Regions from separate parts of the Danio rerio genome. Here region 1 is linked to region 2. A link is a contact called in public Hi-C data. All regions are on one chromosome and are shown on one strand. The core of a region is the stretch at or near the end of the contact, and the rest is flanking DNA. Distances in the headings are between cores, read along the strand shown.

Region 1 (6,781 bases), core at 3,951-6,450, 110 kb before region 2:
AGACACTGAACTTGCATTACAGATATTCAACGTGCTTCAAAAAGACATTTATTACTTACTTTCCATTTCAAATTTTTTTTCTATAAATGGTGAGCAGATGGCATCTTTAGAATTCGAAGACGCAACGAGGTTGTAGAAAGCAAACCTTTTTTTTTTTTTTTTTTTTTTTTTTTCCCTTTAAATCTTTTAAAGTCATCTACGTTCTTAGTTGATTATTATTGTGTTGTGTAAACCGACCACTTTAAGTTAAATATAGTGAAATAAGGTTACACGCTCTATATTTATGTTTGGTTTAGGAGCGCCTGCTACACTGTGATTTCTCCAAAACAAACACTTAAATGTGTGGAAACTTAATCAATGGGGTTGGGAGTCACTCTGTTCATTCGAGTGACGTGTGGGTGGGTTTAACAGCACCAGTTTTACATTTTATAAATTACTTTATGTACCTTTTCTTTATTAAGGGGGAGGAGAGATTTCTGCTTCATTTTTCAAATGATTAATAAAATGAATAAATCATCAGGCTGCAACATTAATATTATTAGCTGGAATGTTAAGTCCTTAAATCACCCTGTTAAGCGGAAAAGTGTACTTTTGCATTTAAAACAACTTAAAGTAGGGATTGCTTTTCTTCAGGAAACGCATTTGCGTAAAATAGATCATTTTAGGTTAAAATGTGATTGGGTGGGTCAATTATATCACTCTAATTTTAATTCTAAATCTAGGGGAACAGCAATCCTTATTGAAAAAAATGTCCCATTTGAGGCCTCGATGGTAAAAGCAGACCCTGCAGGTCGCTTCATCATTGTTATTGGCAAACTTTATAATATCTCAGTCATCTTAGCTAATGTGTACGCACCAAATTATGATGACAGTGTTTTCTTTACAAATATCTTCTCTAAACTAGCAAATTTGGACACACACTCTTTGATATTAGGAGGAGATATGAATTGTGTAATGTCATCCTTAGATCGTAGTTCAGTTAAAACTACTCCCTCGTCAAAGTCAGCTGAGGCCATTAAAACATTTATAGATACATATGGGGTATCAGATATTTGGCGATTTCGTAATCCTGTGTCTAGAAGCTATTCTTTTTTCTCATCTGTCCATCAGACATATTCCCGCATAGACTACTTTTTTCTAGATAATAATCTTATACCTCTGATTAGCTATTGTGAATATTGTGCCATTGTTATCTCTGACCATGCCCCTTTATTAATGACGCTGTGCATCCCAGTCACACTTGACAAATATTGTCCCTGGCGTTTAAATACATTACTGCTTTCAGATGAAACATTTACTAACTTGATATCCTCTAAAATTAAAATATTTCTTGAACTTAATCAAACACCAGAAACATCTTTCTCAGTAATATGGGAAGCTATGAAAGCATATTTAAGAGGAGAGATAATATCCTATAGTTCCTATATTAGAAAAAAACAAAGAGTCAGGCTTGAGGAATTAACCAATGCTATAATTAAATTAGATGCCACACTAGCCCTTACACCATCACCCACCCTAAATAAACAAAGATTATCGCTTCAAACTGAATATAATCTTCTAAACACCAAACATATTGAGAATTTATTAAATAAAACACGTTATAGAATATACGAACATAGTGAGAAGACGGGTAGAATTTTAGCTCATCAGTTAAGACAAAAAGCAGCAGATCGCACTATTACCCAAATAATAGATCAATTAGGCCAAAAACATACAGAGCATCAGCAGATTAATCAATGTTTTTATGAGTTTTACTCAAAATTATACAAGTCAGAATCTCCTAAGGACCCAAATTTGCTCTCATCTTTTTTTGATAAAATTACTATTCCTTCAATTGATAAAGAGACTGCAGCCGAACTTGAGGCCCCTTTTTCAGTTCAAGAAATAAATGCCTCAATATTGTCAATGCAAAACTCTAAGTCACCTGGACCTGATGGGTTTCCGAGCGAATTCTATAAAAAATTTAGGAATGACTTAGCTCCACTGTTGTCAAATGTATTTGGGGAAGCATTTTATTCTGGGACTCTTCCTCCAACTATGCAACAAGCAGTCATAACGCTTATCCTCAAGGAAAATAAAGACCCTCTCGAATGTGGCTCTTATCGCCCAATCTCTCTTCTCAATGTAGACAGCAAAATCCTGGCCAAAATGTTAGCTCGTAGGCTGGAAAACGTTCTGCCTTCTGTAATATCGAGTGATCAAACTGGGTTCATTAAAAACCGGCAACTATTTTTCAATATACGAAGACTCTTAAGTATTCTTTATGATCCCACTCCGTCTAATACTTCTGAGGTACTACTATCGCTTGATGCTGAGAAAGCATTTGACAGGGTGGAGTGGGACTTTCTTTTTTATGTTTTGGAAAAATTTGGGTTTGGTTCAAAATTTATTCATTGGATTAAAATAATTTATAACTCACCGGTGGCGGCAGTGCGAACAAATAATAATCTATCTCCTTTTTTTTCTTTACAACGTGGTACTAGACAGGGCTGCCCATTATCTCCTCTTTTATTTGCATTGGTAATCGAACCACTAGCCGTGGCTATACGAGAGAATACTCTAATTAAGGGAATATATAAAGGGAATGTTGAACACAAAGTTTCTTTGTACGCAGATGACATGCTTGTATACTTATCTCATCCACTTACAAGCTTGCCAGCACTGATTGGACTTTTAAATGATTTCGGGAAAATTTCGGGTTATAAAATTAATATTAAGAAAAGTGAACTTATGCCGGTGAATTGTACAGCTTACACAACATTATCTAACTCATTTGCGTTTAAAATAAGTACCGAGAAAATTAAATACTTGGGTGTCTGGGTTACTCATAAATATCATAAACTTTATAATGCTAACTTTAGCCCACTTATACATAACTTAAAACAAGATCTTGATCGTTGGAACCTGCTTTCTTTATCTTTAGGAGGTAGAATTAACACTGTTAAGATGAATATACTGCCTAGACTGCTATTTTTATTTCAGTGTCTTCCAATTTTTTTAACCAAGTCTTTCTTTAACAACATAGACTCCCTTATATCTGATTTCATCTGGAATAGGAAAATACCTCGCATGCGTAAAAATTTATTACAAAGACACTGCTCTTTTGGTGGGTTATCTCTCCCAAATTTCCAACATTATTATTGGGCTTCTAACATTAAATTTATGTTGTATTGGATTAACCCTTCTGATAATCCCACATGGTTACAACTAGAAAAGGCTTCTTGTAAATTTGCATTATCTTCTTTACTCTGTTCTAAGATTCCTCTTCCTGATCCAATATCTAGATACTCTCCGAATCCAATTGTTAAAACATCTTTTAAAATATGGCACCAATTTAGACGAGCTTTATCATTTACTGATCTATCCATGCAGGCCCCTATTATAAAAAATCATATGTTTACTCCTTCGATTGCAGATGCTACATTTAATTGCTGGATAGAAAAAGGGCTCACCACACTGAATGATTTATATAGCGATTCCAATTTCATGTCCTTCAACCAAATAAGAACAAAATACAATATCCCTAAAACACATTTCTTTAGATATCTACAGATCCGCAGTTTTATGATTTCTAATACAGTAGATTTTCCAACTTTACCTACAGAAACATTACTTGACACCATTTTAAAAACCAATCCAGTTCTCAAAGGTAATATAGGTGTGATTTACTCTTTTATCTCCTCACAAAATCTAACTTCAGTAACAAAGTCGAAACAACAATGGGAAAATGAACTTGAGTTGACCCTCTCGAGGAAATTTGGCTAGACATTATAAATAAGATTCATTCAACTTCAATTTGTTTGCGACATACAATTATTCAGTTTAAAGTGGTCCATCGCCTTCATTGGACAAAAGCAAAATTAGCAAAATTTTTACCAACTATAAATCCCCTATGTAATAGATGTGACGTAGAAATAGCTAATCACACACACATGCTTTGGTCATGCTCTAAAATTACCAAGTTCTGGCAATTAATATTTAATTTTTTTTTCAAATGTTTTACATGTAACAATTGACCCTTGCCCTGTTACAGGAATATTTGGTTTAATAACAGATCCCGGTTTAGACAATAATACCAAAAGCATGATTTCTTTTTCAACATTAATTGCTAGACGTCTTATACTGCTCAAATGGAAGGACAAATTTCCTCCAACTTTTAATCATTATATTAGGGACCTTATGTACCATCTTACAATGGAGAAGATTCGGTACTCTACCAAAGGTTGCAGCCAAAAATTTCATCTTATTTGGCAGCCAGTGTTGACATATATAAAACAAATGGATCAAAACTTAATTTTTTCAGTTTGACCATTATTTATGGGTTTCTCACATTTTTTTCCCTCCATTTTATTTGACTACATTTTAATTTCTATCTAAATTATTTAATTTCTTTGTTTTACATTTGCTAAGCCTATTGTGACTCGTTGTGTGCGTATATATGTACAATAGATGAGTGAACATATAATGGAACTTTTGTCTATTTGTATTGTATGTATGTATATATTGCGACAGAATGTAAAACAGATTAAAAATAGGCATAACATATTGTTTATAAACGGTGCTGTGGGGTGGGGGGGCTCTGTTGGAGCAAAGATCATTTTTCTCTGTTTTTCAATTACTTTTGAAATTGATGTTTTATTGACCAAAATGTTAATAAAAAGATTTGAAAAAAAAAAAAAAAAAAAAAAAAAAAAGAAGCTTAGTCATCTCAAACTTTTCACCAATAGTGTATAGTTTGAGCAGTTTTACAGATGGGGTGTGTTCACAAATAAACTAAAATTGTTATTATTATTATTTACTTTAATAATTACTTAGATAGATAGATAGATAGATAGATAGATAGATAGATAGATAGATAGATAGATAGATAGATAGATAGATAGATAGATAGATAGATAGATAGATTTACATGTTTAAACATACATTTTTGAAAACTTGTAATACATATAAACATCTACAGTGCCTATTATAATCGCTCAACAGGGTAAATATGTTGATGACAATTACTTTATTTTTTTACCGTGTTCACCTGCAGAGTTTGTGTTTGTCTTGTGTTTGTCTGTCAGGACGGATCGTGTAATGGCCTCCAGCACTATGCTGCCCTCGGGCGGGATGTGATCGGCGCTACCTCAGTGAACCTCATGCCCTGTGCTCTTCCTCAGGACGTGTACAGTGGTGTGGCTAAGCAGGTCAGTCTGTGGCACCAGGGGGCGGCAGTGCCTCTCCATGCCCTCCAGAGCTGTGTGTTTTCAAGCCTGTGTTTGACTTCAGATGCACCACTGTTTAATCAATAAGACTCAGATAACACTTCAGTGACCACCCAATCACACAAGTAGCTTTCTTATAAGTTCATTTAATATCTGCCCTAGTATAATTTTATGACTTGGACTCTCAAAAAATATATATAGCTTAGAGGGGCTAATAATTGACCTTAAAATGGTGTTTAAAAAATAAAACTGTTTTGTTCTATTCCAAATAAAACAAATAGGACCTCCTCCAGAAAAAAAATATGATCCGACATACTGTGAATATGCCCTTGCTCTGTTAAACATCATTTGGGAAATATTTAAAAAAGAAAAAATTTTCAAAGAGAGCTAATAATTCTGACTTCAGCTGCATATTTATAAATGATCATATTGTTATTATTATTATAACCATAGTACTATACTTCAAACTATTGTATAGTAGTATTATAGTGTTAATATTTATATTTTATATATTATACAAATGATATTTATATTTATACATTAACCTTTACTAATAGTCATAATACTACTAATAGTACTACTACTAATAAATATAATAACGTATAAAACTTAAATATTAAAACAATAAGCTAAAAACGATAAGTAAACAAGTCTGTTTACTATATAAATAGTCATTTGTAATTGTTCATTATAATTGATATATTTTGTTGCTTCCTAACAGTTTGTTATTTTTGAGCATATTATTAATTATTTTAAACAATTTTATATTGTCATATTTATTATTTTAATTGTAAAAACATCAATTATCAAATTAAATTATAGTAACTAATAAAGTAATTTTAATAATTATAATAATCATTTCTAATTATAATAAAATATTACACATGAAAAAATATTCAAAATAATCACATTATGAATTAAATGTAATTATATAAAATTATTTAAATAGTAATACTATAAATAATAACAAATATTAATAATAATTTCTGTGTATAATTGTTAATATTTATGTAGCTGTAACTTGTGCATGCTGTTTTTGTTATTGTAGTAAATTATACAATATATGCATTTATATCATTATTTAGTATTGATATATTTACTACAATTACTGAAACCAGACAAAACATAAACGCTTTAATATACAATTAGAATAGCTATAGCGAATGTATTTATTATTTATTTTAATATGTAATGTTATGTTTCATAATTACCAATTTTAGTTAGGATGTATCATAATGAAATAAAATACTATCATTTAAAATTATGTAATTCAGTGTTATTAATAACGTGTAATCACCGATAATATTTCTCATTTATTTTTATTTTTCTACTTCTCTACTGAAGTCTGAATCAAATCTGAATATTGATCTAATAATAATCTCTCAGTTCCTCATCTCAGAGCTCCAGTTTTCTTTTCTTGGAAGTCTGAGTGTATTTTTTTTTCCGAGAACACAATCTGAGATACATCGACCTCCCTATCGATTTGCCTATATTTAGGAACACAGTATATGCTCTAAATACACCATTCTATGCTGTTCTTTCCAAAAGCCATCTGCTGAGTCAAAGTTTGGCCT
Region 2 (6,230 bases), core at 893-3,392:
TACTTCCTTGTTTCTTAATCACTACATTTTAATGTAACTTGTCAGAATGGGTTGATTTTAAATAAATATTTTTATCCTTATTATTGCACAGCTCTCAATTTTTTATTTATTAAACACAACTAAAAATTTGCAATTTTTTAGATGCAGTGGGCCCCCAAATATGATCATACTCATGCAAATGATCACCCTATTAAATTGTATTATTTTAAAACTTTCTTAAAGACCCAATTTATTCTGTGCAAAAATTTTATTCATGCTCTAAAATATTATTGGGAAAATATATACGCTTTATTATAATTTTTTTAATTGTATTTTATTTGTATTATTTACTTTATTTAATCTATTTATTTATTTCAAATGTTTGTATAATTCATTTAAATCCTATTTAATTATATTATTTATGATAAATTATTTTAGTATTTAATTTTTTTATTTCAAACGTTAGTATAATTTATTTGAATCCTACATAATTATATTATTGTATGTTAAATTATTTTATTATTTAAACAATTTATTATTTTATTTAATTATTTCAAATTTTTGTGTAATTTATTGAATCTTATTTATTTATGTTATTTTGTTAAATTATTTTATTATTTATTATTATTTTATGTATTTCAAATGTTTGTATAATTTATTTGAATCTTATTCAATTATATTATTTTATGTTAATTTATTTTATTATTTAAACAATTTATCATTTTATTTAATTATTTCACGTTTGTATAATTTATTTGAATCTTATTTTATTATTTATTTTATTATTATTATTTTGTTATTTTGTGTTAAATTATTTTATTATTTTCTTTATTTATTATTATAACTGTGTGCTTACCTGTCTTAATAACAAATGTTTATTTTTTAATTTTTTTATTCATTCATTCATTCATTCATTCATTGATTAATTGATTGATTGATTGATTGATTGATTGATTGATTGATTGATTGATTGATTGATTGATTGATTGATTGATTGATTGATAGCACTTTTTTATTTACAGGTTTGGACCAGTCTGAAAACCCCATACTTCATAAATCTCTGTTGATTCTGTGTAATAATGTCATAGCATCATAAGTACACCAAAAGTGTAATGGCATCATAAGCAGCTACCTCTTTTTTTTATTTTTTATTAATTACTTCACCTTAATATTATTATATTAATATTTATCAATACAGGATGATCTCATATACGTTTTACAAATAAATAAAATAATAATTCTCCTCTTTTTTTTTAAACCAGAAAGGCACCTGTTTTCTAAAATAACACCTGTGCATTGAAACGTGTGCATTTGCAACCAGGTATGGAGTCTCCAGTGGCGTCCCTCCATCTCATCAGCCCTACCTGAAATCACTGTACGGATGAATAATCCAATTGCCGGCGGATTTGACCCGTTCCTGCTCCTTCTCCACTGCCTTTTGGCTCCCAAACATACGCAGGGAGAATTTGTTGACCCCGGGCTGCAGCATGGCGCTAAACTGCCTCTGCATGTAAGTTTGATTGTCCCTGGCTTCCCCATCTTCCGCCGTGATCTGGCCATCCTCAGACTTGGAGAAGCTGACGGAATTGCCCGCTGGGTTGCTCGGACTCGGTCCGTGCGCAGGTGCGGCGCTGGAGAAGGACACCCTGGAGTCCTTCTTGTCCGCGGGAGGAGCGGCGGCGGCGGCAGGAGTGACCGAGCCGTCCATGCTGGAGGTGCTGGAGTGACATGCAGATGCTGGGAAGCCTCCACCTGTCTGCTTCTCCAGCTTGGAGAGGACTGAGCACACGCTGTCGTCTCTTCGGCAGTCTCCGTTGATCACGCATCTCATTCCGGTGGCATCCTCGCCGTCAGAATGAGCGCCGCTCCGGGAAGCGTCTCCGTGTCCGAGGAGCGCGGCGGATTCCGTGCTGCGTCCACATGAGGCGAAGTCCTTGTTGTTGGAGATCCTGCTGCTCGCTGCTCCCCCTCCTGGCGCTACAGTCTTCATCTTGGAGGAAGAGTCAAGGATGTCGCCCCTGCGAGTCTCTTTGTGGTCTTCATCGCCGTCCTCCGCTTCATCCATGACGGCGGCGAGGGAGCTTTGGGGTGAATCCTGACGCAGCCAGATTTTACGAAAGTGCAGACGCGGGCATGCGAGTGCCAATGTCACCAGACACAACTACAGCAGCCGCGTTGACATGGCTGCACTCGATCACTCCCTTACCTGGAAACGCATCACAAGCCATGAGTTCACATGATGAAGGCAGGAGGATGGCAACTATGTCTATGAGAAACTGGGGGAAAATGGTCCGAGTAATGAGACATTCACTCGTTGAATGTTAAATTCGCACAATTGGTTTAGTAGACTTCTGGAATATTTCTAAAGTTAATCAAAGTCAATGAATGACTTTGAAAAAAATTACAATTTTATAAATATAACTGTTTTTTTAATGTGAAATTAATCATTTTCGTTTTGACTGTGAACTTATTTGTTCATAGATTTAAAGATATTTTTATCATTAAGGACTTTTACACAAAAGAGCATAACTATAAACAACTATGATGTATCATATGTAGGGCTTGACATGAACTTTTTTGATCACCAGGCACTATGGCTAGTAGTTTTCCAATGCTACTAGCCACTCACTATTTTTACTAGCCACAATTTTGTTTTTGTGAAAATATATTTAATATGTATAAATTTGACTTTAACATGTTAAAATTACTTGTAATTTTACTTGATTTAAATTTTGTTTTATGTCCTCATAGCTGCTTGTTCATTTAACTTTTGTGTGTGTTGTGTATGACCTTGTTCAATAAGGATGAGCATTTATATATAAATAAATAGATTAATTTTATTTTACAGGAATTTTTAGGTCTCAACACTAAGATTTTACCATTTTTCTGGCTAAACTAAAATAATTATTTCCTTGCCACAAATTTTAAATATTGTGATAAAACAAGCAAAATATAGCTGTATAGATATACTTTTCATTCAACAAAAATATTCTTAAAAAAACAAAACAATTGACATTAAAAAATTATTTTCATGTATCTAAAACTATACACAGTAGTCTGTCCTGGCTGAAATTCCCAGATTACCAGTTAACTATATATAATCTCACATTAACGCAAAATTATAATTAAACCATATTAACATAAGTAACTGTAAGCAAAAGAAAGCCGGTGAAAAATATACTGTGTGTGATAATGAAAAGATGATCACACACAGACGGTTTTTAGGCTCATTATTAATCTGTTTAAAGAATGGTAAAAGTGAAAGCGGCAACTGCTGCTGTTTACATAAAATCTGGAGCTCTGAAAAGCAGCATAAATGTGGTTGCACGAGCACCGTTTTTTCCAGTCTATTTAAAAGAAAAACCAGTTGCGTTTTTAGGCACAGGTTGCTTTATGCAAGGAAATGGGATGCAGGGGCTTTTAGGCAACCATGCGCTTCACATCAGCTGTGCGTGCGACACCAAGGGTGTACTCACACTATGTACAGTTGCCTTGAACTGGCTCAAAGCACGCTTGCCCCCCTCCCATCTCCCCTGACTTCCCGCACTCACATTACATTTGGGCCTAGGCACGCTTACATCATCGATGATGCACTGTTCAGTAAGCGCTTTCGCTCAGCACAGTAGAGATTTCTTCAGTTATATCGTTTAAGTCGTTTTATATGCAGTGACGCAGTCAAATATTTTGCCGAACAGATCGGCCACTTTTGACACTGATAAACAATCATAAAGTCCTCGTGCATTAGGTGGTTTGCTGAAGGTGCAGCTGTCGCGCAGTGAGGGGTTTGCGTCTAATAATCTACGACAGTTTGCTTTCATTGAATAATGATTAATTAATCCATATGAAACAGTCCCTTAAAAGTCATGTCTCGCTTTCAGTTTCGGGTTCAAAAAAAAAATTTCTCAATTATTTAATTTCTCAATTATTAATTTTCTCAATTATTTTTGATCGTCCTAAGTGACTAGTGGGGGTGTCTGTCCAACACGCCACAGCTGAAATCTACCCGCATTTGGCGGGTAGACGGGTGTTAATGTTAACCCCTGATCATATGATATTATATGAGCTATTGAGCTATTTGAAGGTAGATTCTGATTGACTGTTGGTGTTTTTACCATTCAGCTGGGAAGCAATCCTACAGAAATTGATACTAGCAGTTTTCGTTTTAGTTGTACAACTTATTTACATGAAGAATTTCTAGAAAAATATCTTTATGATCAAGGCCTTCATGCTGAAAAGAGGACAGCTAACTATAAACAACTAGGCCTATATGGCTCCATAAAGATGTAGCACACCTGTCGCTTTAAAGGTTCCAGTCCTTCTAATTGGAAAAATATATATCGTGCAAAAAGAGAATCCAACATTTTTAATTTTAGTTGTATTTTAGATCTTATTTTTTATACTTAGAACTTTTTAGCACAGTAAATTTGTCATTAAGGCTCTTTCACACAAAGAGGATTGCTAACTGTAAACAACTTAACATATATTAGCTCCACACTGAAGTAGGATACCTGTCACTTTAAATGTTCAAGTTCTTTCATGATGGATTCTAATTGGCTGTTGGAGTTTTCACTTTTCATCAGATGGGGAAAAAAATTGCACGGAAATAAATCAAACTAATTTTTGTTTTAGTTGCAGAATTTTCATTCAACCACCAAGACTTTTTTTTCTTTACCAGAAATGACACGGGCTTCTCATAAAAGACAATAAGACATTGTACAAGAGAAATTGTGGAGAAAAATTGCTTCTCAGCTTTTATTTACATTTGAACAAAAAGTGTCATATCCAAAATGATTTGCATATTTCTCAATAATTAATATAAAAGCCTTTATTGGCTATTACAGCAATCAAATGCTTCCTATAAATCCTCAATTAGAATTATAATGTTCTATCTGAAGGTGACGCAGTATAGCGCAGTGGGTAGTGCTTTCGCCTCACAGCACAGTAGGCTAAATTGTCCGTGGTTAACAAGTGTGAATGAGTGTGTATAGATGTTTTCCAGTTATGGGTTGCATCTGGGAGAGCATCCACTGCAAAAAAAAAAGGCTGGATTCGTTAGCGGTTCATTCCGCTTTAACGACCCCAGATTAATAAAGGGACTAAGCCGAAAAGAAAATGAATTCTATCTGACATTTTTGTCAAAACTGAGTTATTGACATTTATTAATTAACAACTTATTTACATTATGGGATGTTTTTTTATAAGTTGTTTACATTTCAAGACTTTTTATTTAAAAAACAAATGTTACACATACTGTTTACTAAATGGAACGCAAAAACTTTGAAGCTCAATATCTCAAAATCATTCAGATCGCAGATAGAACCTTATAATTCTAAGGTGATGAATTGTTGACAAACTTTCTCCATGTCTCCACTCATAGTTTTGCTGATTCATCTTTAGGGATGAGGGTCTCCTTGCCATCATCCTGATCTTTAGCTCCCTCCACAGACTCTCAATTGGATTTAAGTCAGGACTTTGGCTGGGCCACAGCAAATCATTAATGTTTTCGTCTGCTTACCATTTCTTTACCATTTTTCCTGTAAGTTGTCCACTGAAATGTCCACTGGTGCCCAAGGCTATGTTTTTCTGCAGACATCTGCTGTTGTTATTGAGGTTCTCACCACTATTCTTGACAGATTGTGCTTGGTGGTTATCCTTGGATACTTTTCTTTCACCTCTCCCACTGTCCTCCTGGCCAGCACAGTTATCACTTCCGAGATTTTTCAGTGAAAATGTTTTTTTTTAATATTTAGTAATAATTTGCACAGTAGGAACTTCCAAACATTTAGATATGCTCTTATAGCCCTTTCCTGACTTATGGGCAGCCTCATTGCAGAACTGCAGGTCCTCACTGAGCTACTTTGTTTTCAGCATGACTGTCCTCAAACCAACTGCAGAGAGCTCCTGTTTTTCAACTGTTGAGTCAATTAAATTCAGGGCAGTTGGGATGCTTTGATAAACAAACTGTTAACAGCCACTCATAATCCACCCTTCTGTAAAGAGCTTGAGCATTTAAAGTGAGATATTTGATAATTGTTCATTTTTGTGAGCGGGTCGTTTTTTTCTTTTTATGTATAATGATGGTTAAAACCATGTCTATTGTTTTCACTATAGATTTGTCTTTGGTTTGAATGGATTTTAAAGGACTTCATACAAAAATTCTGTAATTAATTACTCAATTATCCTCATTGCATTACAAAACCCAAATTTAATATGGAACTCATGATGAAATGCAAGAGCTTTCTGACCCAAAG

The links. Hi-C and Micro-C count contacts between places; a contact is called where the count stands out from the background.
Region 1: a contact with region 2 is called in a Hi-C map of hematopoietic stem cells, with 4 times the contacts expected there. The contact joins the enhancer-like site here to the promoter of hcn2b in region 2. A contact is called at or near these places in 2 of 18 Hi-C or Micro-C datasets (embryo and hematopoietic stem cells) and 1 of 4 datasets of contacts at active chromatin or transcription factors (embryo).

Annotation. Positions count from the first base shown.
Region 1 is chr22:18,763,485-18,770,265 of GRCz12tu, reverse strand. polrmt (polymerase (RNA) mitochondrial (DNA directed)) reads left to right here. Exons shown (of 21, transcript XM_005170522.5): 12 at 5,067-5,189. Among named protein-coding and RNA genes, the nearest start is that of polrmt, 41 kb to the left of the region's middle. Within about 2 kb of position 5,200, at least 3 of the 62 cell types and tissues checked have an H3K27ac peak or open chromatin away from gene starts, as enhancers often do.
Region 2 is chr22:18,653,660-18,659,889 of GRCz12tu, reverse strand. hcn2b (hyperpolarization activated cyclic nucleotide-gated potassium channel 2b) reads right to left here and starts at 2,142. Exons shown (of 8, transcript XM_680322.10): 1 at 1,344-2,142. The coding sequence starts at 2,044. It overlaps LOC141380308 (a long non-coding RNA gene), which reads left to right and starts at 1,137. Exons shown (of 2, transcript XR_012398130.1): 1 at 1,137-2,755; 2 at 2,810-6,016.